2 separate regions of the Sus scrofa genome follow, and region 1 is linked to region 2. A link is a contact called in public HiChIP or PLAC-seq data. All regions are on one chromosome and are shown on one strand. Each heading gives the region's core, a stretch centred on a gene start, on an enhancer-like site or on the middle of the called end of the contact. The rest is flanking DNA. Distances are from core to core; before and after follow the strand shown. Region 1 overlaps MNT (max-binding protein MNT). Region 2 holds the start of LOC110256076 (a long non-coding RNA gene).

Region 1 (6,640 bases), core at 3,361-5,860, 270 kb before region 2:
CCCACAGAGGGTGAGGACAACATAGACGAGGATATGGAGGAGGACCAGGCCGGCCTGGGCCCGCCTAAGCTGAGCCATCGCCCCCACCCGGAGCTGCCGAAGCCACCGCCCAGCACGGCCCCCACGCCTCTGCCTTCCCACTCACACCCCCACTCCCAGCCTGTGGCCCTGTCTCCTGCCCACCTCCCTGGGCAGCAGCCGCCGCCACAGCAGAAGACACCTCTGCCGGCCCCTCCTCCCCCACCAGCTGCCCCAGCCCAGACGCTGGTGCCCGCTCCAGCCCATCTGGTGGCCGCGGCTGGGGGAGGCTCCACGGTCATCGCCCATACCGCCACCACCCACGCCTCAGTCATCCAGACTGTGAACCATGTTCTGCAGGGGCCGGGTGGCAAGCACATCGCCCACATTGCCCCCTCGGCCCCCAGCCCCGCTGTGCAGCTGGCACCCGCCACACCCCCCATTGGCCACATCACCGTGCACCCTGCCACCCTGAACCACGTGGCCCACCTTGGCTCCCAGCTCCCCTTGTACCCGCAGCCCGTGGCGGTGAGCCAGCCTGTGGCGGTGAGCCACATCGCCCACACCCTCTCACACCAGCAAGTGAATGGCACGGCCGGGCTGGGGCCCCCGGCCACTGTCATGGCTAAGCCAGCCGTGGGGGCTCAGGTGGTGCACCACCCCCAGCTGGTGGGACAGACCGTGCTCAACCCTGTGACCATGGTCACCATGCCCTCCTTCCCGGTCAGCACGCTCAAGCTGGCTTGAGGATGAGGCCACTTAGAGGCCCCCAGTGGGGGCAGGGAGGGAGACCAGCTCCCCACTCTCCCACCCACCAGCTCCACACATTCCAGCCAGGCCCAGGCCCGCCCCACCCATAGCCACCCCAGGCCTCCTAGGGGAAGGGGGTGCAGAGACTCTGAGCCAAGGGAGGGAGGGCCCCCCCCACCCGGGGCGGGGGGGAGCTGGGCACAGGGCAGGGGTGACCCCGCTGCACTAGGACTTGACAGAGTGATGAGAGCCGCTCTGGTGAACGTGCCGCCTGTCTGGCCTGGTGCCAGCTCCAGTGCGTTCCTGCCTCCCACCCGTCCCCTGAACCCGGTGCGATGTGGACGTCGTGTTCTCCCGCTTCCCCTGCCTTGCCGCCTTCCTGTGCTGCTGCTGCTGCTATTGCTCTGTCTGGTGAGGTGGCTGAGGGCCTGGGCCCTCCCCTCCCGAGCCTCAGCCTTCTTTTCCCAGGCTTCTGGAGGGAAATGGGGGGAAGCAGAACTGAAGCAACTTGGCTGGAAAGCCAGGGACTAAGAGGGCCCCTGCTCTGAGAACAGGTGACAAATCCTAGGATATGGCTTGTGTGGGTGCCCCAGCCTGGGGTTCTCCATCCTAGGTGCCGTCACCGTGACTCATTACGACAAACTAGTTAAGAGGATTCTGTGTCAACAGTAAGCCCTTGCCAAGCTTCCTGTTCCCCCCAGCCCGCCCTTGCTGCTGGGCTCCTGATTTCAGGAGGGCGGGGTGGGGAAGGAGGAGGGGCCTGGCTGTCTCCCCGTGCCCCCCACCCCCCACGACCTCCAGCGGGGGAGTCTGGACTGAGAGGAGGGTGCTCCGGACCCTGTCCCCATCCCTGGACTTGCTTCTTGGCTTCCAGAAGGTAGAGAGGAGGCCTGGCCTCTGCTCAGTGCTGTGCGCTCCCTGGAGGGCTGAGTACACCTGGATGCCTCCTGCTGCTGGGAGGCGACCCGCGTCTGGTCTGGGTTCCAGGAACCTGAAGCCCCCCCCTGTTGAGGTAATCAGGATGGTAAAATCAGTGGGGGGCTTGGCCCTGGGGGCCTGTGGGGAGGGAGCAGGGCCAGACCTGGAGGAACTGCTGCTTCTGCCCCGGCTTGTCCGACTCCAGCACCTTTTCCCCAAACACCCTCCCTCCTTTGTCCAGTGGACTGTGCTGTGCTGAGTGTGCTCTCCCTGGTGGAGGCTGCTCCGTGCCACCGCCTTCCTGTGAAGAAGGTCCTTAGCTGGGCCCGGGGCAGGGCTGAGCTTGGAGTGGGGAGGAGCGAGGGGCCCTGTGTGTAGGGGATGCTGCTTTTCCTGCTTCTGCCTCGGCACACGGCTTTGGCTTCTCTTTTTATGTGGGTATTTATTACAAGTGGCCTTGTGTCAGTCAGACTCAATCACACACGTGCACACTCGGCTCCCCACCTGGGCACACACTCACCGACAGCCTTTCAGAGTGTGTGTGGAGAGGGAGGCCAGTGTTCCTACCTGTGAAGTTTGCATGGACTGGCTGGGGGCTGGGGGCGGGAGGGGTCCTGTGGGACACGGAGGCAGCTGGCGAAGGTCTTGAATAGAGGAGCCGCCTACGAACTCCCTTTCAGTTCCTGCTTGGTCCTGGGGACTGTTCTCTTGTTTCCCCATGTGGGGAAAGGGAAGGCCAATGGACACCTTCATGGTTTCTAGGAGGGGGTCCTGTACGCCCCCCGCGGTGCAGTTCTCACCTCACAAGCTTGCCACCTTCCTGCGCTGCAGCCACCGCCACTACCGCCCCGTCGTGGGGCAGGCTGGTTTCCCTCTTGCCAGTGTGGTTATGTTATGTTGGAAAGAGCAGAGGGAGACAGGGCAGGCTTGGCCCCCGGAACAAAGAAGCACTGGCAAGCCCACCCTCCTCTCGGCTCTGCTCACCTTGCGACCTGAGTCCGTTCCAGAGTTGAAACTGTCCTGTTAGCCAGTCACCCCTCGGGCCTGCACAGATACCTCATCCGCCCGCTGCCCCTGCCCCTCCCCGCCCCCACTGCAGCAGTGGGGACCTCAGAATCTAGTGCCGAATGACTATGTCCAGATTGGTGACAAAGGGTGTTGTTGCTGTTGTTTTTGTTGTCATTTGTGAACGCTGTGATGCTGTGTGCCCGAGAGGGCAGCCCGCCCAGCCCTTCCTTGGGCATCTCCCCTCTGAGAGCTGTCAGGACCACATCTGTCCTCGCCCTGTGGGACCGCCTGCCCCTCCCCTCCCTAGCCCTTCCAGCCTGGGGGACGTGCGTGTGCGCACACACAGACACACACACACACACACATCTTACCTCTCATGCGTGTTTTACTTTTGGATGTTCAGAGTGGCTCACTGGCTGGGAGTCTTTACCTCGGGGAGAGGGGGAGGTTGGTTCCTTGGGGGGCCAAAGAAGGGCAGGGGATTCCTGAAGGGGAATTAGGGGGTCACCATACCCCCTGCTCTCTCCAGGAACAGCTGCTTCTCCCCCCATCCCAGGGTCCCACCCCCGCTCCCCCAAAGAGGTGGCCCTTGTTTACAGTGAGGACTCGGTCACTGTGTCTCCGTTTCCTGAAATATAAATCGTAGTGACCCCAGACTGTAGAGATTTTTATGTGTTTGGATACATCTGCTGTGTGGGAAAAAAAAAAAACAAAACTACAAAAACCCTAATTTTGTACATATTGTATTTTTACTATTGAACTGTATTCTAGTGGCTGTTCATGCTCCAAGACTTTAGGTATTGAGACATGAATACTCTCCATGTAATAAGCACTTGCCTGGAATAAAATATAAAATTGAAATAAACCTGCACTGAAACCCGAGATGGAGCTGCCATCTGCAGCATCTGGGTCATTTTGTTGCAAGAGGAGGAGAGACTTTTAGGGAAAGACCCTCCAGCAAGAAGCAGCGGTATCCTCTCCCTGTTGGGGAGTTGGGGGCACGGTCTTCAGGCAGCTTTCAGGATGGCTGCTTTTAGAGAAAAGAGGAGGGATCTTCCCATTCTGATCCCAAGGCTCAGCCCTCTGAGCTCTGAGAACTGCGGTTCTGGGTTTCCTCACACTTACGCAATACTTTATACTTCCTCAAACGATTTTTATAAACGCTATCTTGTTTCGTCTTTTAACAGCTTGGTGAAGTAAATAGACCAAGACCTAGCAGATAAGAAAACAGGTTCAAGGTGGGTGAGTGACTTGTTAAGGTCACAGGGCCAGCCTGGGACCCTGTGGAGCTGCCGTCCCATCTCAGCTGGTGCAGAGCTGTCCCCAGGCACATGCCACCTTGCCCTGGAGTTGAGCATCCTGAACTCCAGAAAGTTCCAGTGGGAAAGCTGCAAGATCTGTGTACAGAAGGGCCAGGAGTTCCCTGAGAGGGGAGACCTTTCTGGGGTTGTAGTTAGGTTGTCTGAGGAGTCCATAAGGCTGTCCTTTCGGGGGAAGGAACAAGAAGAGGAAGAAGTTAGGGGTCAGGGGTCAAAGAACTCTGGTCTAGTAAACTGGGCCTGGAAGGCCTTTGTCCCTATAGTGACCTCTTTTCTCCCCAGTTTAGGGGAAACCAGCCACTTAGCAGGCGGATAGGTGGGGAGGTGAGGGAGTGAGGTCTGGCAGTTAGCTGGGCTGAGCTCTAGACCAGCCTGGATGCTTCTCTAACTCCCAGACACCAGCCCCACTCCCAGCTGTAGCCAGGGAAACTGACTCCGCTTCTCTTCCTGGGGGTGGGGTGGGGTTTGTCATCCCCAGAGAAGGGAGTCTTGGCCTTCAATGCCTCCAGGTTCCTCGGAAGACCTTGCTCAGTGCTCCTCCCCAGGACCCGCAGTGGTGCCAGCTCCTTTCATCTGTGAGCTTCTGGCTCCCTCTGCTGGTGGCTCCAGGAAGCAAGCGTTTCCTTCCAATTTGGAGAAGGCGGTTAGGGTTAACATTGCCTCAGTGTGTGCAGTCCTGGATTCAGAGGAAGAACGCCCCTGGCAGTGGTGACTTGGTATTGCCTAAGGGCTACCACCACATCTTAAGGGTGGACAGAAACTCCCCTCCCTGCACGCAAAAGATAGTCCTACCCCTGACTCCGCTAGAACCTGCAAGAGGGGCCTGTGGTCTGGGTCATAGAAAACAAAACACCTGAGGAATATTCCTGCTCTTTTTTTAAAAGAGGAAGGTTTACTTCGTGGGTTGGGGGGTTCCCTGAGATGGTGCTTATAGCATCCTACTGGTTCTTCCTGCTACCATCCACATACAGCCCTTGGCAGACCCAGCATTTTGGCTGTGGGATTCCTTTTGGCCCTAGAAGCCCAGCCAAGGTCCTGGAAGTGCCAGCACTTCTGGGTGGAGCAGAGAAGGGGTGGGAACGTGTGCACAACCAGCCACTTCCAGGCTAGTTTAACCAGGGGCCTTTGGTGAACTTTCAGGAAGAGTCACAGCAGAGAGAATTTTTTTTTATTAATTTTTTCTTTATTTATTTGTCTTTTTAGGGCTGCACCCGTAGCATATGGAGGTTCCCAGGCTAGGGGTCAAATCGGAGCTGCAGCTGCCGGCCTACACCACAGCCACAGCAATGCCAGATCCGAGTTGCGTCTGTGACCTACACCACAGCTCACAGCAACTCCGGATCCTTAACCCACTGATCGAGGCCAGGGATCAAACCCACAATCTCATGGTTCCTAGTCGGATTTGTTTCTGCTGCGCCACGATGGGAACTCCCTTTTTTAAAAGCTTAAGTAGAGTTTATTTACAATGTGTTATTTTCTGATGTACGGCAGGTGATTCAGATATATATACTTTCTCATATTATTTTCCATTATGGTTACAGGATATTGAATGTAAGTTCTCTATGCTATACAGTAAGACCTTATTGTTTATCTATTTTATATATAGAAGTTTGTATCTGCTAATCCCAGATACAGGATTTATCTAATTTATCCCTCCCTCACTCTTCCCCATTGGTAGCCATGAGTTTGTTTTCTGTGTCTGTGAATCTGTTTCTGTTTTGTAAATATGTTTATAACTGCACAGTATTCCATTGTATATGTGTACCATGTCTTCTTCATTCATCTGTCATTTAGTTTGTTTCCATGTCTTAGCTATTGTAAATAGTGCTATGAATTGCTAGGAACATTGGGGTGCATGTAGCTTTTTGAATAAGAGCCCAGGAGTGGGGAGTTCCTGTCGTGGTTCAGTGGTTAATGAATCCAGCTAGGAACCATGAGGTTGTGGGTTCAACCCCTGGCCTCTCTCAGTGGGTTAAGGATCTGGTGTTGCCATGAGCTGTGGTATGGGTCACAGATGTGGCTTGGATCCCTCATTGCTGTGGCTCTGGCATCGGCCAGCAGCTACAGCTCTGATTAGACCCCTAGCCTGGGAACCTCCATAGGCTGCAGGTGCGGCCTTAGAAAAAGACAAAAAAAAAAAAAAAGCCCAGGAGTGGGAGTGCTGGGTAATATGGCAACTCAGTTTTTAATTTTTTGTTTTTTTTAAAGGAGACTGAAACTCTATATTGTTTTGGGGTTTGTCTTTTTGCCTTTTCTTGGGCCTGGGTTCCGAGGCTGGGGGTCGAATCGGAGCTGTAGCCGCCGGCCTGCTCCAGAACCACAGCAACGCGGGATCCGAGCCGCGTCTGTGACCTACACCTCAGCTCACGGCAATGCCGGATCGTTAATCCACTGAGCAAGGCCAGGGATCAGACCTGCAACCTCATGGTTCCTAGTTGGATTCATTAACCACTGCGCCACAACGGGAACTCCTCTATATTGTTTTTCATAGTGGCTACACAAATTTACATTCCCACCAACAGTGTAGCAGGGCTCCCTTTTCACCATATCCTCTCCAGAATTTGCTATTTGTAAACTTTTTTTTTTGTTTTGTTTTTTTAGGGCTGCACTCATACCCACAGCATGTG
Region 2 (7,368 bases), core at 1,050-3,549:
GCCTCTGAGCAGAATGAGGCAGCAGCAGAGAGGAAAAAACATAACAGTCACTCATTTACTGAGCACTTTCTGGGTTCAGGCACCTTGCTAAATATTTGATATGCATTATCTCTTTTAAACAACTTGAGCTGAGGCTCAGAGACGTTAAGTAACTTGTCTAGGGACACACAGCTAGGAACTGGCAGCTAAAACCTGAACTTAGGTCTCTCTGACTATGAAGGCCAGGCCCTTGACCCAACTCCCTATTATTGCCTCTCCCTGCCTCTTTCCAGAATGGACCTGTTTTTCCTTCTGTACCTTCTCCCCACCAGTGTATGTTCCACACCTGTGTTCTCCTGACTCTCCTCCCGTGTGAACATAATCTCCCTCGCAGTAGCCAGGTACCCCTACCCTTTGGAATCTTCAGTAAAACTAAGGGAGTAGCCTCTCTTCCACCCCTGCCACCAGCAAATCTTCCCCCCTAACCATTTGCCAGTTCCCACACTTCTCTGGGAAATTTAAGGCCTGTGTGCACTCACACACCTACACACACGTGTACACACACCAGGGGTAGGGAGAGGTATGGGGGAGCTCGCAGGCTGCCATCCACTCTGAACAGGCATCTGCCTTGCCAGCTGGTTGGTAATGGCTCACGCTGCCTCCACTAAGAAAACAGCTGTTGGGACCAGCCATGTGGGATGATGTGGCTGCTGTGGGGTGGGGTGGCTGATGATGTTAGCGTTTTGTCTTGTGACCCATTGACCCCTCAACTAGCACAGACCAACTGTGGGGCTAGGGGTGGCTGGGTCTGGACCAGGGGATCAAAAGTGACTGAGGGGAGTTCCCTCTGTGGTGCAGCCAGTTAAGTATCCAGCATGGTCTCTGAGGCAGCATGGGTGCGATCCCCAGCCTGGCACAGTAGGTTAAGGATCCGGCATTGCCACAGCTGTGGCGTAGGTTGCAGCTGTGGCTTGGATTCGATATCTGGCTGGGGAACTTCATATGCCGCAGGCACAGAAAAGACAAAAAAGAAAAGTGACTGAGGGAGAGGCCTGTGCTTAGCTGTCTTGTGCAGGAATGAGGTCCTGCTGCTGCAGGGATGGGGGTGAGTCACCCCCTGACTGAGTGGATGCCTTTGGACTGGATGCCCGGGGTTTGTCAGGATCTGCATCTGGCACAAGGACCCATGCCTTTCGCCTTGTCCACTTTGTCATTTGGCGCCTGCCAGGTTCGTCCTTTCTCTCCCCACTGACCCGTGAGCCCTCTCCCAGTTCAGTCACAGTCTGTTCTGATTCAGCTAGGCTGGGGATGTCCGTCTCTCGCTCCTGAGCTACTGCCTCTGCCTTCAGAGTGATTGTGCATCCTCATGGCCAGCTTCCTCCTGCCTGGAAACCCCTCCCCTTAGGAATGTGAATAAACCGTTTCCACTGTCCTCCTGCTCCAGAGGATTCCCTGTGTATGAACTCACATTGGCAGACCTCTTCGCAGGCTGACCCACCCTTGACCACGATGGAATTGTCCTGCCCACCCTTCAGTCTCCTGTGAGGGACTGCATATAACTAGAGGTTCCTAGTTTGGGAATACACTCAAGTCTGAATTCAGTTTCTTATAGCCAGTCCTGTAGACTTGGCTCGTTAAAGATGATAATTAACCCATTGCTAATTGACCTCAGAAGCCAGCCAAGCATCCTGTATTTTACCAGCCTTGGTAGTGGATTTGTAGGCTATGCTAAGGTTTCTTAATAATCTGTAAGACTTCACTTTTCTGTCTGCATCTTATTTGCTCTAAGGACATTCTGTAAAATTAACAAGCTATAAAGTTTGATTGAAGGTTTCAACAAATGTGAGAATAATTGGCTCCATTTAGAGAAACAAGAAAAACAACCTGTAAACTTGAGTTTGTAGGGGAAAACCCATGTGATTTTTCTCTGTAACCAGAGGAGCAGTAGCAAGCAGGACTTTTTAAGACCAGAAAGAGTAGAACTGGCTGATAGTGCACATTTAAACTCTGACTCCCCCAAACCAAAGGTTCAGAAAAAGAAATTTTGCAAAATCTAACCAGCCACTGTGATGCTCGAGCCTTCCAGGAGGCCTGTTGGAGAAAACAGGGATGCAGTAAAGACAGAGGAGTCCCTTGTCCCTGGACTTGGATCCAGAGCGCTGGGCCAGCACGCGACCCCTCCTCCTGGGCCCTGGCTGGATCCGCGGTTTTCTCCCTTCCCTGTGGCTCGTGTTAAGTCTTACAACTTTACATCCGTCCGTGGCGTGTGGTGCTCAGTTCCTTTTCTCTCTCTGGCCCTCCACCGCATAAGACAGCTTAGATCTCCTTTTCTGTTCCTGCCCAGGCATCTCTGCCCGGGCTGGGCTGGTCCCCTGCCAAGTGGCTACAGACAGTTGCCAGTTTTCAGAGTGCACCACTCTTGGCTTATCCTCCACCCCACCTAAGATACCCCAGGCAGGTAGCCCAGCCTGCCTTCCTCTTCTCTCTGGCCCTTGAGGTTTCTTCCTGCTTTCCTCAAGACCTAACCTTCCGCCGAGCTCCACTTCCACTTACCCTGTGCAGGCTCGCGTTCTCTCTCTAAGGAACTGAGCCTGGGACAGGACGGGCTGCCGTATCGCCTTGCCACATCTCACTTTCAGTTTTCCTTTCTGCTTGGTTCTTTGCGTGTGGACCTGATCCGGGTGATAGCTGGAACCCTGAGGCTAGAGGTTTCAGTTCCCACTGATGGGGCGCGCTGCCTCAGATGGTCTTCAGGGGAAGGCAAAGGGGCTTTCTCTGGGTGCCTTTCTTTCGCCTCTTCCCTGACCCAGAGCCCCAGTTTTCTTTCCAGTTTTCTGACTGGTTTGTGTGAGACATTCCATCCGTTAACTTTGGAGCTCCTGGTGATCCCCTGCGCAGTGAGTCCCTCGAGAAGGACCATGCCTGCCCCTGAGAAGGTGCCAGTCTCATGTGCCCCAGGGTGTTCCCTGGCCAGCAACCTTCTACTCATCTCTAGGCCCCCTCCAGCCCCACCTGTTAACAGCCTGGGAAGGAGGCCTCTCCTGCCCAGCTCTTTCTCCTCTAGAGAGTCTAAAGTTTGCCCAGAGCTACAATGTACATACCACTTACATTCTCTGTTTTTCATTGATATAGAATGGAAAAATGTACTCATGAACAGAGCTCTTGTGGGGATTATGTCATAGACTTCATCTGGACTCCTCCTCTCCAAGTAGGGAGCCTTAGCTTTAACCCCTCTCCTACCAGAAAGCCCTCCTTGGCCCAAGATCATCTCGGAATCGGCTCTCTGTGGGTGGCTTCCTCTGTGGTGATGTCCCTTCTTAACATATTTAAACTCCCCACCACCACCAGCTCAAGTGCTGGATTCTTTGTTTAGGAGAAATCTACCCCATGGGGCTAGATTTCCTCCCACCTGAAAGCAGAATGCTTCAGCACACCGGCCACCAGGCTGGAGGCTGAAGGTTTCTCTCTGCCCCTGGACAAGCCCTAGACTTGATGCCTCTCAGTTCCCTACCGCCTCAGTAGCTCAAGCCTGTCCCTCACACCCCCAGTGCACTTTGAAAGCCAAGGAGACTCTACACCCTTGGCTGTCCTCCCCGCTAGTTGTATCACAAAGGAGAGGATACTCTTCCAAAACCCTGGGTGACTTTTCTCTCTCCAAACAGGTAGAATTCTTTTCAGGCCTCTTAGTACCAGCCCAGCAACCCCACTGGATCAAAGCTCTTTTGAGAATCATCCAGGAGTTCCCTTGCCCTAGGGGAGGAAGGCAAGGGAAACGGCCACAGCAGACAAAATCCCCAGGAAACCAGTTCCTTCTAAACTGGGCGAAAACTAGAATGGGGGACGGGGTGGGGGTGGTGGTGGTAGCACTCCTTTTTGTTTAGGAGTGTCCATGTAGAGGGCTGTTTCTCCTAGACCACTAAGGATGTACCGCAGGCAGGCTCAGGATGTCTGCATCCCTGGGTCCCGCTGTGCCCTGGAAACCCCCATCTCCAGGAGTCCCACGTCCACACATGTGGCCTTTCTCCCTCTTGGCCAGGAACCACACTTTCTTCCTGAGCCATTCAGCCTACCATCCAGCCCATGACCTGACAGGGGGAGCTCTCCGGCCTGCCTGTCCGCACACACTCCCTGGGCGCGCTCTCCTCTTCTGGGTGGGGTTCCGCCGTACTCAGCAGGGGTGCTAGCCTACCTCTAAGCATCCAGGTGATGCCGAGGACCACTATCAGGTGTTTCTCTCTCCTCCTCTAACCCCTAACCGCCCCTCCCCTCCTTTCAGCGACAGCAGACTCACTCCGAAAAGGAAAAGTCCTGGACCCATTACATAATTATCCATAGTGCAAGCAGTAGCTGGGGCGTAAGGTCAGAGGTCATAGTGGGGTCAGGTGGCTGACACACACTGTAACGACAAGGTGGTTAAAATTAGACCACAGAGAGGAAACTGGCAGTCTTGTGGAAATGCAGAAGTTTCCTCTGCAAGTGAGAGGCTGGGGATGCAGGGAGGCCACTGTGCGTGCTGCCTGCCAGGCTATTACTCATTTCAGCTCTGTTCTTTAATGCCTTTTAGCCCCTGCTTCTGTATTTCTAGCCTTCCTCATCACATGTTTGAATGCACGCGATGGAGCCCATGGTTACCTGCCTGGCCTAAAAAGAGCTGCTTTCCTCCTTCAAGGAGGTAGGCCCAGGACTGGGTACCCCAAGCTCAAGACAGCTGTCCTTTCCTAAGCCTTTTCTAGGTAGCTGAGCACCTGTTAGATCCGCCGCCCAGGTGGTCGAGGTACTCAGCCAGCGATTCGAGCCTCCCAGGCAGGGAGGGTGGCAGGATGGCTCAACGGGTGGCAGAGGATGGAGTCGGGGAGCACGTGGTTGGCTGTCGTGTGCTGCATGTTCCCTGGCCAGCCCGCTGCCACAGTGCTGTTCATTTCCATGGTCTCCTGGAGGATTTTGGGTCACGCCTGCCTCATCTGCTCCCCGTGGTACCCAGCCAGCTTCCCTGCTCCTGTCAGTCCTTACCGTGAGCCTCCTGAGAGTCCTGCTTGTCCGTAGCACGCCTTGCCAGGGAAGTAGGAGAGGTGCGAGGTGTAGTCTCTGCCACCAATGGAGTTCTCATCCAGGCGAGGACGAGATAAAACAACACGCAAGCAGTCAGAGCACGTCTCCGGGATTAGTGACTTCACTGTGAGGTGCAGCCAGGGAAGTCACGTCCCGTCACAGGCTGGGAAACATGGGCTCTGAGCGGGGGTTAGAGCCGCTGGTCATGGAGGGGCCGCCACCCTGTGGCATATCTGGCCACTGAGGTGTTTCCCTATTCGAGTGGACTTTACCACTTGGGTGCCTCTGATCAAACAGGGCCCCTTTTCTCCCTTGCTGAGCCAGGGGACCCCAGAGGCCAGGGATGAAGAGGAGGGCATGAGAAGGTGCAAAGCAGGTGGGTTTGCAGGTGAGGGCATGCATGTGTGGTCTTGCAGGAGAAGGACCCAGACAGGGTGACTAGGGAACTTCATCTGAGACACGAATTCGATGATTGCTCGAGGCATGGAATTTCATTTCAGTTAAATCGGCCACAGCTTCTCCGACAGCACTGGCTTACATGCTGATGTGGCCTCGTGGGAGCAGGATGGCCTGAACCTCGAGAGGAGGAGAGCTTGGCGAAACACCCCCTGCTTTGCCTGTCTCCCTTCTGACAACAGCTTCCTGCTGGACCCCAGTCTCTTGAGCATGAGAAGCTCTTAGGTGGGGCAGGAACCTGTCAGGGGAAACCCGAAATGATCTGGCTGAAATGAAACAGCCAAGAAAGCCCTCATCATTCATTTTGCACTCAGGCTGAAAGTTCTCCTTTTGTGAGTCTGGCGAGAGGGGAGCTGAGAGCAGAACGGAGAGTGGCAGTGAGGGGTACTAGAAAGCCGGGTTCGGAAGTTCCTGTTGTGGCTTAGCAGTAACAAACCTGACTGGTATCCATGAGGACACAGGTTTGATCCCTGGCCTCGCTCAGTGGGTTAAGGATCCGGCGTTGCCGTGAGCTGTGGTGTAGGTTGTAGACATGGCTTGGATCTGGCGTGGCTGTGGCTGTGGCGTAGGCTGGCAGCTGCAGCTCCGATTCAACCCCTAGCCTGGGAACCTCCATATGCTGCAGGTGTGGCCCTAAAAAGACAACAAAACAAAACAAAACAAAAAGCCGTGTTCTGTGAAAGCCACCGTTTTGTGCTCCGTCCTTCCTTCTATCAGTTCCGTACCAACTTAGAAGAATTTAATTTACTCTTTATTAGGACTTCAGGAAGAGAAAGGCAAATCCTGGAGGACCCGTGTCGTTGGTCCTGGGTTGTCTGCTACCCCAGAGGTGACCTAAGGGGAGATGGTGGTGACTCTTCCTTCAGGAGGTCTCGGCCCTCGACTCGTCTCACACATGGGCTCCCACCCACTCTCTCCACCTCCCTTGCTCAGTTGACGCGTTTCTCATGTGCCCCTTGGCCAACAAACATTGTCTCTCATCTTCCCTTTCAGAAAATGCTGTTTTTCTTCTCTCCCTCTCGCCCTGTAGGTTATTGCAGCCGACTGCAAAAGGGTCACAGTACTGAAGTATTTTCTGGAAGCCCTTTGTGGACAAGAAGAGCCTCTGCTGGCATTCAAGGGTGGAAAATATGTGTCAGTGGCACCCGTCCCAGACACCATGGGAAAGGAAATGGGAAGCCAAGAGGGAAAACAACTGGAAGATGAGGTACGATGCGGGAAGAGCCCGCTGTGGCTGAGGGAAGGCCCCCTGGCCCCCACCACCCTGCTCTGCCCAGGCTTCAGCGTCTGCCCCTGGTTATTTATAACCACTCAGAGCGGGGGCCATGTTGACGTGACCAGCCAGCTTCTCAGGAGTGCACTCTGCTGGTGCCCCCTCCTGCCAGTCCCACCCCAGTGCCTCCATCTCACTCTGCTACGAGTTCCAGATGCTTCTTTTTAATGTTACATTGGAGGAGAAGGGAGGGAAAGAAAGAGTTTAATAATGTGCAGCTCTGGAGGCTTAGGAAAGGGAGTGGGGGGGAGTGTTAGGGTTCAGGCTGAGGATCAAGTTTATGGATGTGTGGAGCTCAGTGCAGCACAGGCCTGACTGCAGCCTCCAGCACACGTACAGGAAGAGCTGACATTGCTGGCCCCGTGTGGAAAATCACCCCCCCACCCGGCCTACCCTCCCTCCCTGCTCCCTCCCTCCTGCACATCCTGATGTGATTAAGGAATTCTCCTCTTGTTTGTTTGCCCTTGGTTGTTCCTGTAGCGCTTGCTTCAGTCCAGAGTGCATGTATGGGTGTGCGCACACCCGCCAGCCTGGGTGCCCACCCCTGCCAAACTCCCTGGCGGTGCCTTGCCATGCCCGCATGTATCTCTGGGGGTGACTGTTACTGTGGT

Evidence for each region. HiChIP or PLAC-seq counts read pairs in DNA pulled down with a chosen protein or histone mark.
Region 1: a contact with region 2 is called in an H3K27ac HiChIP or PLAC-seq map of alveolar macrophages. The contact joins two enhancer-like sites. A contact is called at or near these places in 1 of 47 Hi-C or Micro-C datasets (epiblast stem cells) and 1 of 2 datasets of contacts at active chromatin or transcription factors (alveolar macrophages).

What each region holds. Positions count from the first base shown.
Region 1 is chr12:48,466,166-48,472,805 of Sscrofa11.1, reverse strand. MNT (max-binding protein MNT) reads left to right here. Exons shown (of 6, transcript XM_021067616.1): 6 at 8-3,576. The coding sequence ends at 765. Among named protein-coding and RNA genes, the nearest start is that of MNT, 17 kb to the left of the region's middle. Within about 2 kb of position 4,610, at least 32 of the 83 cell types and tissues checked have an H3K27ac peak or open chromatin away from gene starts, as enhancers often do. A contact at or near this core is called in alveolar macrophages, where this site is marked.
Region 2 is chr12:48,194,727-48,202,094 of Sscrofa11.1, reverse strand. It overlaps SMG6 (telomerase-binding protein EST1A), which reads left to right. Exons shown (of 19, transcript XM_021067586.1): 14 at 6,515-6,691. LOC110256076 (a long non-coding RNA gene) reads right to left here and starts at 5,864. Exons shown (of 7, transcript XR_002337311.1): 1 at 2,533-5,864; 2 at 1-4. Within about 2 kb of position 2,299, at least 40 of the 83 cell types and tissues checked have an H3K27ac peak or open chromatin away from gene starts, as enhancers often do. A contact at or near this core is called in alveolar macrophages, where this site is marked.